Linked DNA regions of Zea mays: all the other regions are linked to region 1. A link is a contact called in public Hi-C data. All regions are on one chromosome and are shown on one strand. Each heading gives the region's core, a stretch centred on a gene start, on an enhancer-like site or on the middle of the called end of the contact. The rest is flanking DNA. Distances are from core to core; before and after follow the strand shown. Region 1 holds the start of LOC100276602. Region 2 holds the start of LOC100272930 (putative pectinesterase/pectinesterase inhibitor 51). Region 3 holds the start of LOC100193043.

The links. Hi-C and Micro-C count contacts between places; a contact is called where the count stands out from the background.
Region 2: a contact with region 1 is called in a Hi-C map of tassel, with 4 times the contacts expected there. The contact joins the promoter of LOC100272930 here to the promoter of LOC100276602 in region 1. A contact is called at or near these places in 4 of 25 Hi-C or Micro-C datasets (ear, endosperm, leaf and 1 more).
Region 3: a Hi-C map of tassel shows a contact between it and region 1, with 6 times the contacts expected there. The contact joins the promoter of LOC100193043 here to the promoter of LOC100276602 in region 1. A contact is called at or near these places in 5 of 25 Hi-C or Micro-C datasets (ear, endosperm, leaf and 1 more).

The regions. Positions count from the first base shown.
Region 1 is chr2:50,388,592-50,391,291 of Zm-B73-REFERENCE-NAM-5.0, reverse strand. LOC100276602 reads left to right here and starts at 1,413. Exons shown (of 3, transcript NM_001150351.2): 1 at 1,413-2,006; 2 at 2,186-2,241. The coding sequence starts at 1,712. It also overlaps a transcript of LOC100382535 not described here.
Region 2 is chr2:50,531,595-50,534,294 of Zm-B73-REFERENCE-NAM-5.0, reverse strand. It overlaps LOC100272930 (putative pectinesterase/pectinesterase inhibitor 51), which reads left to right and starts at 1,391. Exons shown (of 1, transcript NM_001147382.1): 1 at 1,391-2,700. The coding sequence starts at 1,453. LOC100216947 (Uncharacterized protein family UPF0090) reads right to left here and starts at 1,310. Exons shown (of 6, transcript NM_001359523.1): 1 at 1,140-1,310; 2 at 913-1,038; 3 at 84-166; 4 at 1-16. The coding sequence starts at 1,224.
Region 3 is chr2:50,612,072-50,614,771 of Zm-B73-REFERENCE-NAM-5.0, reverse strand. It overlaps LOC100193043, which reads right to left and starts at 1,319. Exons shown (of 5, transcript NM_001357854.2): 1 at 797-1,319; 2 at 236-553; 3 at 1-143. The coding sequence starts at 967. LOC103646429 reads right to left here. Exons shown (of 7, transcript XM_008671166.4): 6 at 2,258-2,700; 7 at 1,732-2,125. The coding sequence ends at 1,928.

The DNA.
Region 1 (2,700 bases), core at 164-2,663:
CTATAGGGGCTGTGTGTGGTTTTGTATTTGTTGTCATAAAAGATATTTTTTGACTCTAGCTAATTTGATGTCTACGCTATTGCCTTCCCCTTAGCATCACACTTTATTGTTTGTATAAGTTATTGAGCAAATGTTTCGCCACGGCAGGCCTGCCGCTGTTTCAAACAGGCACCGCCAGAGAACATTCTGATGTGCTTTGTGTTACTAAACTATCATATACAGTACCAGCTACCGAGTTGATTGAAACGGCAAGGTATCTGAAAGGCTGGTTGGTTGATGGGCTCCTATGCAAAGCGTGAGGCAGAGCTGCTGTTCGGATGCGGACACAAATTCTACAGGAGTACGGGTAAGCGATTTTAAGCATGAGCTCTGGGGACACAGATTCAGACATTGCAACGGTTTTATGGGTAGCCTGCCTGAAGGGTCGCCACCTAATCCCTGCCGATCGGGGCAATGCTATTCTGGGAAATGCTATGCTTGCACTTGTAATAACTGCCGCTTCTCTGACTGAGCTTCGTTTGCAGCTGCTGGACTTCAATCATGCCGCTTCTCTGTGATTGAGCTTCGCTTCCTTTTTGCTGCAGCTACTTTTCGTCGTACAAGTGGTTACCAACAGCTGCAGTAGATTTGGTGGGTGTTTGGTTTCTAGGGACTAATGTTTAGTCCCATCATTTTATTCTATTTTAGTGTATAAATTGTCAAATATAGAAACTAAAATAAAGTTTTAGTTTCTATATTTGACAATTTTGTGACTTAAATAGAATAAAATGTAGGGACTAAATATTAGTCACTAGAAACCAAACACCCCCTTGGTGTGCCGCTGGCTGCTTTTTCTGACCCCCTCTACGAACAGTAGGTGTACATTACAAGCGGAAGGTGGCGTCACAGGACAGGAGAAAGCAAGCACGGTCCAAGGCCGTTCTAGCTGTCGACGCCGCTTTGGATAAAAAAAAAAGAGGTGACGCCACTGACGCGAGAGCGGGAGAAAAAGCCAGATTCATCTGCAGTGTCACTGATCCGGCGTCGACGCCGCCTCGTAGAGCAGGGAAATGACATGGGCTACGACTTATACGTCACTGCTTAAGTAAGTAACAGTAACGTGACGGCCTGACCGGTGAACTCGCAGCCACCGCTTTTGTTTTAAGATTTATCTCTTTTCCAAGTTCGATAGGTTTGCGTTATTTTGCCTCCAATTGTTTTTTTGGGGGTTCATTAATGTATGTGATTTGATGCGCTGAGGCATCGACATCACGGGTGTAAGCAGCTAGCTGCTGAGGTCTGCCTTGCCTTATCGTCGCGATTAATAAAGCTGTTTCTTTCTCTGCTTGCATTGCCAAAGCCGCGGTTTGGGCTCTGCAGACGTAACGTAACGATGCCAACCCTATATTTTGAAAAGCCAACGAGAGCGGTTTGAGCTCCTAGTAAAGTAGTAATAGCGTGCCTGTTTCTACAGGGCTTCCCGTACTGACACTGATACCTGCCTGGATATTATTAGTAGGATATAGTATATATTATGGTCTCAAGGGCTGCTACCGATTGGAGGGTCAGGTCTTCATTCGCAAAACACAGACATTTGACTTGCGCTCTCCCTTTCTCTCTCTCTCTCTCTGTGTATGTGTGTGTGTCTCAGGTTCTCAGCAAAGAGCAGGGAGGATAAGCTTGGAATGCCTTGGCAGTGAGAGCTGCAACTGCAACAAAGCAACCGGCGTCCATGGTGGAGAGGGAAAGGGGCGAGGGAGAAGCCAGGGCCCTGGCCAGCGGGCCAGGGCAGCAGCAGCAGCAGGAAGGAGCAGCGGAGGGCGAGAGGGTCGAGAAAGAAGGAGACGAGCGGGAGGAGGAGGATCGAGACGACGAAGCCGTGGAGTGGTCCGAGATACGGCTCGCCATCGAGGAGCTGTCCCCGGCGGCCCATCTCAAGCGCGTCGACGGCGATGGCAAGGCGGCCGCGTCGTCCCTGCCCACGCTCCGCTTCCTGGCGCTGTCGCACCTCCTCGTTCGAGTGCTCGGTGAGTAGCAACCATCAGTTGCCATGCCATACCATGCATGTATGTATCTCATGTTCTTGACCTTGCCCGCCTCCAAGCTGCATGCTCATCTCTACTTGCGTTTCCACCCCCTCACTGAGTCACTGCTGAATCCTCAATGGCGATTTGCCCATGGCGTTGCGTGTTGTGTGTGTGTGCAGATAAGATCGGGCCGACCATGGCCGTGCTGAGGCTCGACGTCCAACGGAACATCGAGGTGAGTAAACAAGACCTCCTCCTCCTCTCTCTCTCTCTCTCTCACTCTCGTCTATCTCAAAGATTGAGAGTAACAGACAACTCTTCATGGCTGCTAGTACAGGTACAATTAGATTAACGCTTGTAGTACATACTTACCGTATAATAATTGCAAATAAAGTCTCGAGCATGGTGTAGAGTTATAAGCTACCCTCACCCGTTCGTTCTCTGTCAGACGAGCTAGATAGCCGCAGCATCACACACCAAGAAAGAAGACAAGAATACAGAAAGCAAGTTGCATCCAATCGCAACATGAATTCGCGTCTCGAAACTGTTCGGACGGTGTGTGGTCCATGCATGCAGCCAGGGCCAGGGGGAGGGGGTACGTACGTCACTCCGCGTCCGCTTGCCCCTGTCCCGTGCCGACCACACGGCTGCGCACCAAACAGGAGTACAGGACCCAGTCCGTTTGGCTGGCTCT
Region 2 (2,700 bases), core at 142-2,641, 140 kb before region 1:
CACCTCCATCTCCAGCCTCCAGAACATAATTCAATGTTTACATAATCAAACTGTATTTATCAAGCAAGTAGAGTGAAACTTACATAAAGATCCTGTTCATCATCACTCTCAAAATCATCTTCAAAGTCATAGTCGTCCTCATACTCTTCGTCATCATCCATTACATCTGCATGATTTGGTGAACGAAGTAACTTTATTTAGTATAACAAAGTACTGCTTGGCTTATATATGAAACTAATAATACTAACTGAGCAGGGGACATCAAAAGTCATGAGCAGACAAGTATGCTGGTTGCTGAAACACTGTATGTTTTAGAGCACACAAGTTCAGACAAACGCATTGTAAATCAGAACCGCTACATAACCTAAGACCATAAATCATTATTGATGTTTGCAATAGAAGGAAATACATCACTACATCAGCCCTGTCCCAATTTACTAACAAGACTGTAGTGTTGCACCTCCAAGTGTTCGTGCTAGAAAGCATAAACCTTGACAAGGTAAGGACTAATGAGTTACGCAAATGATCAATGACATCTTTCCCTCAATTTCGTGGTGATTGTAGGTCCCAACAATGTGCAGTGCAACTGCATCTTCTTCTGAAACAAATGGAAGAGTCTGCATATTGTAGGATAACTCGTAGTCATGTGTGTAGATGATCGTACCACACACCTTGCTAGCATGGATGATTCATAGTGAACGATAAGACACAAGCACATGAAAAGGAACAGATGCGCAAAACGCTTCTCACTAAAATTTTAGAGGGGATGCATCACAGTGCGAACAATCAGATGAGGGGAGCATATAAATGGAGCAAACTGCAGGGACCACAATCCCCAGTCGTCCCACAGGAAGTCAGCCGGAAATCCCAAACAGGAAAAACAAACATCACCGAGTTCACAAAATCCATTACCGCCTTCGTCTTCTTTGGCGTCGTCGAAGTCCTCCTCCATCTCGTCGGTGAAATCATCTGCGACCTCCTCATCTGGCGGATCTTCGATATATTCATTCCTCTTCTTCTTGGCAAATGGCACCACCGCTGGGGCATTCCGACGAACAATGGGTGGGCATGGACGTCCGGAAAAGGCAGCACTCAGTGCCACGGTAGTGGAGGGCAACGAGCCGGGCAGAAGAGGAAACCTTGATGGCCTGACGGGTAAGCGCCCATGAACGACGCTTTCGACGACCAAATCCATCGGTTAACAGATGACTTCAGAGCCACCATGGAGCGTGGTGACGAGGCCAGCTTATCCTTTTAAGCTGGTAACGGCGTACGCCAACAGGATGCGGAAACGTCTTTCTGAAAGTCCGCCATAACTGACACGTCCTCACCCTCCTTCGGTCCTTCCCGGTTACCAATGGAGACGAAACGAACGAGTACTGTACACATCGAAGAACACAACGCGAACTAGTGTCGCCACGCCGCCTCCGCTCCGACGCGCATGTCCGCCAAATGCCGCGCGGCCACCCCCACCCGCTCCCACGCCGCGGTCGCCTCCTCCAGTTCGCCGCGGCGGCGTCCGGGCTCCTGCTCCTTACGCTGCTCGTCCTCCTCCCGGCCGCGCCGCCCTGGGAGCACACCACCGCGCCCGCCTCGCTCCTCCACGCGGCCATCGCTGCGCACCCGTCGCCGAATTCCTACGCGCGGCCCTGCGCCGACCACCTCGCCCTCTCGCTGCACCGCCTCCGCGCCTCGTTGTCGTCCCTGGAGTCCGGCGACGTCCCCGCCGCGCTCCACCTCGCCTCCGGCTCGCTCCAGTGCCAGTACGACTGCTCCCACCTCCTCTCGCTCCCGGCCTTCCGCTCCCACCCCCTCACGTCCCGCTTCCTCAATTCCCTTGCCCCACAAACCCTAAATGCCGCCCTGAAACCTCCTCCCTCTTCCGCCCCTGCCGCCGCATTCCCTGCGAGGATCCGCCCCGACGCCACGGTGTGCAAACCGAATTCCGGTGTGAAGCCGTGTGGCTACTCGACCGTGCAGGCCGCGGTGGACGCAGCGCCGAACCACACCGCTGGCGCTGGGCACTTCGCCATCGCAGTTGGTGCAGGTACGTACAAGGAAAATGTCGTGATTCCGTATGAGAAGGCCAACATTTTGCTGATGGGGGAGGGTATGGGAGCTACTGTTATCACTGCGTCCCGGAGCGTGGGGATCGATGGGCTGGGAACTTATGAAACTGCGACGGTGGATGTGATCGGTGACGGGTTCCGTGCGAGGGATATAACATTTGAGAACAGCGCTGGTGCTGGAGCTCATCAGGCTGTAGCGTTCCGTTCTGACAGCGATCGGTCAGTGCTGGAGAATGTGGAGTTCCGTGGACATCAGGATACGCTGTATGCTCACACAATGCGGCAGTTCTACCGCAGGTGCCATATTGTAGGGACAGTGGATTTTATATTTGGGAATGCAGCAGCAGTGTTTGAGGAATGTGTGATTAAGACTGTACCACGGGCCGAGGGAGCTCAGAAGCGCGCACGAAACGTGGTGGCGGCTAGTGGGAGGATTGATCCGGGGCAGACGACAGGGTTTGTATTTGTGAATTGCACTGTGGATGGGAACAAAGGGTTTGTGGAATTGTTTCGGAGAAAGCCAGATTCATACAGACTGTATTTGGGCCGGCCATGGAAGGAGTATGCCAGGACATTGTATGTCAGCTGTTACTTGGGGACAGTTGTCAGGCCGGAGGGATGGCTTCCATGG
Region 3 (2,700 bases), core at 70-2,569, 220 kb before region 1:
TCACGTTCCCAGACATTAAGTTTTGTAGGGCTAGAAAAGCTCTCAGGGGCTACAAGTGTAGCGAAATACTTCCCATCCCCTCGCCAAGAAATTGCACTTCGACTCTGACCACCGGTACTGTCTGTGTTGTCAATGGTCTCGTCCTGAGAAGAAGGATGTTTAGAATTGGGAGAGAACACAAACACACACAAAAAGAACGTGTATATTCAGTAAGACTTTAGTATATTAAACATACTTGAGGGTCAAGTGAAGTCTCAAACAGCACTTCCCAGTCCTGTGTGATGACAAGCAGTTGGCCGAGTCCAGTGGTGACAGAGAGAAGGGCCCCATCGGGGCTAGAGGCAATGGTGTTGACACCACCTTCCAGTCTTCCGACAACTTCAGTTGTTTTCTCCTCCACGTTATATAAGAGAAGACAACCATCTGACGACCCAAGGAGTAGAGACTCCCTCTCCATAAGATAATCCATGGCAACAATGCGATCTCCAGGATCAAGAACAACCTCCTCCATGTCAGAGTGTTGAGTAGCAGTTTTGCTCCATTGCAGTAGTTGCTGCAGAAGTGGTACGAAAGCAAGATAGTCAGCACAACCTGGAAAGCTACAAGATGAAGTTGTTGGCATAGCGAACTTTTTTTCCTGGACTGAAAAAATTAAACCATTGGCTATACAAGAATACAGCAATATTTTAGTAAGTGTTGCTTGCTGGCTTTCTAGCGTAGACACAGTGAAAGAAACAAAGAAGCAAGGAAAAAAAAACTCGTCTTGATCAGCAGGGGATGGGGTGGAATTGGAGACCTGTTCCTGGGTGGAGGACGAGGGCAGTGAGACGGTGTAGATGAAGTTGGCGGAGGAAGCGAAGAAAGCGCGGCGGCTCTCTGCGTCGATGGCGGAGGCGACGAGGGTTTCGCCGTCTATCTGGAGCTGGAGCTGCTGCGGGAGCCTCGTCACAAGGCGCAGGTTCTTCATCTCGCCGACGCCGCGCTGCCGACGTCGAGGGTTTTAGTAGAAGCCGGTAGTTCGAGGAGTTTTTATTTGGTTTGCCGTTCGCTCGCTTTTGGGAAACGGCAGCTGGCGGCGGCGGCGGCCGTGGGCGGGCGGGACGGCGACGACGGCTGTGTTTTCGTTCGGTCGAAGAAATTGGCTAGGTCAACACGAGGATGAAAGGAAACCGCCGGAAGGCAGAAAGTAGAGAGCCCACCAAGGCCCAAAACAATGATTCGGGAAACTGTGTTGTTTGTTTTAAGGGAAATTTGGATCCATACCATTAAAAGATCACCACTTTGGATCCATACCATTACTATCTCACTTACATGTGGGTCCACATGAGTCAATGACATGTGGGGTCCATGGTATATATCTAAAGATTGGATCTTTTAATGGTATAGATCCAATTATTCCTTGTTTTAAATCACTTTTGGAATTCCTTCGTTTTTTTAAATCCATAGCTAACTACCACGTCACTAATTATCATTTTCAGAAAACACAGCCATAACACAAAAATAACTAACTTCCACTTCACATTTTTCCCTACCATATACCTCTCCATGTAGAGTTGTAGACCTTACAGTGTAACATCTTATCTCTGAGTTCCCAGTTTCTCATGTGGACTTTATGAGTTTGTAACATTTGTCCACTGTAGCCACATCCAACACATGGCATAGACAGTATTATTTATAGAGAGAAATTTTAAAATAAAAGATGAGATTAGAGAGATGGTTGGACATGGCATAGACAGTATTATTTTAAGATTTATGCGATCGATCCTGAAGCTGCATTGCCGCGTACATGCATCCTGATACATTTCATGAAGTACAGACAAAACCTTAGAACAGCTATTCAAATTATTCATATGCAGATATGCTATACCCCTTTACACGTGAAATCTGTACAGGTCGAAAACCCAAAAGAAACGCCAGGCAAAAAGTTTCATCGGCGAGAGCGACGAAGCCAATCCTGGATAGCGAACCGAAGGGCGTGGTTAGGTGTGAGACTGAGATGCTCCAGTTTCAGGTTGTTCAGAGGCGCTGTCCCCTGCCCAGTCTCCAACTCCATCCGCTCACGGATCGCCCGCCCTTCGTAGGTCACCCCATCAGCAGCGCACACCTGAGGATCATGCATTATCTCCTGCAAGCCAAAACAGAAGAGGGAAAGAATAAAAGAAACGCACCGAGTTTCTTGTCATCATCACAATTCACATCGATCCAACCCCCATACCCGTTTCCCTAGTTAACAATGGTGCAAGACGATGGTACTTGCCTGCATAATCGGGCACAGGAAAGAGGAGGGTGCTTGTTCCTCCTCCCTCGTCAAGTGTAGCTGTTCCAGCTCTCGTACGGTCTCAGCAGTCAGGTCTGGGCGATCCCGGCTTCTGTCCTCACTGCACCTCAGGCCCAGTTCCGCTAGCCTTCCGGCCACCTCCATAGGCCAATGCCCAGCAGCAGGGTCGAGAATTGACGATAGCTTGCCACAAGCCATGGCACACCTTACTTCACCAGCAAGCCGCCGTGCAGGCTCCTGTCTTCCGGTCAGTAGCTGGAGTATCACGGTTCCGAAGCAGTATACGTCAGACTTGGGTGTCAACACTTTGCTTCTCATGTACTCCGGATCTGCGTAGGGAAAAGACCCTTCCGGAGGCTCAGAACCCCCCGACGGGTAATCCTTCACGTCGCCTGTGAATAGCCGAGAGATACCGAAATCGG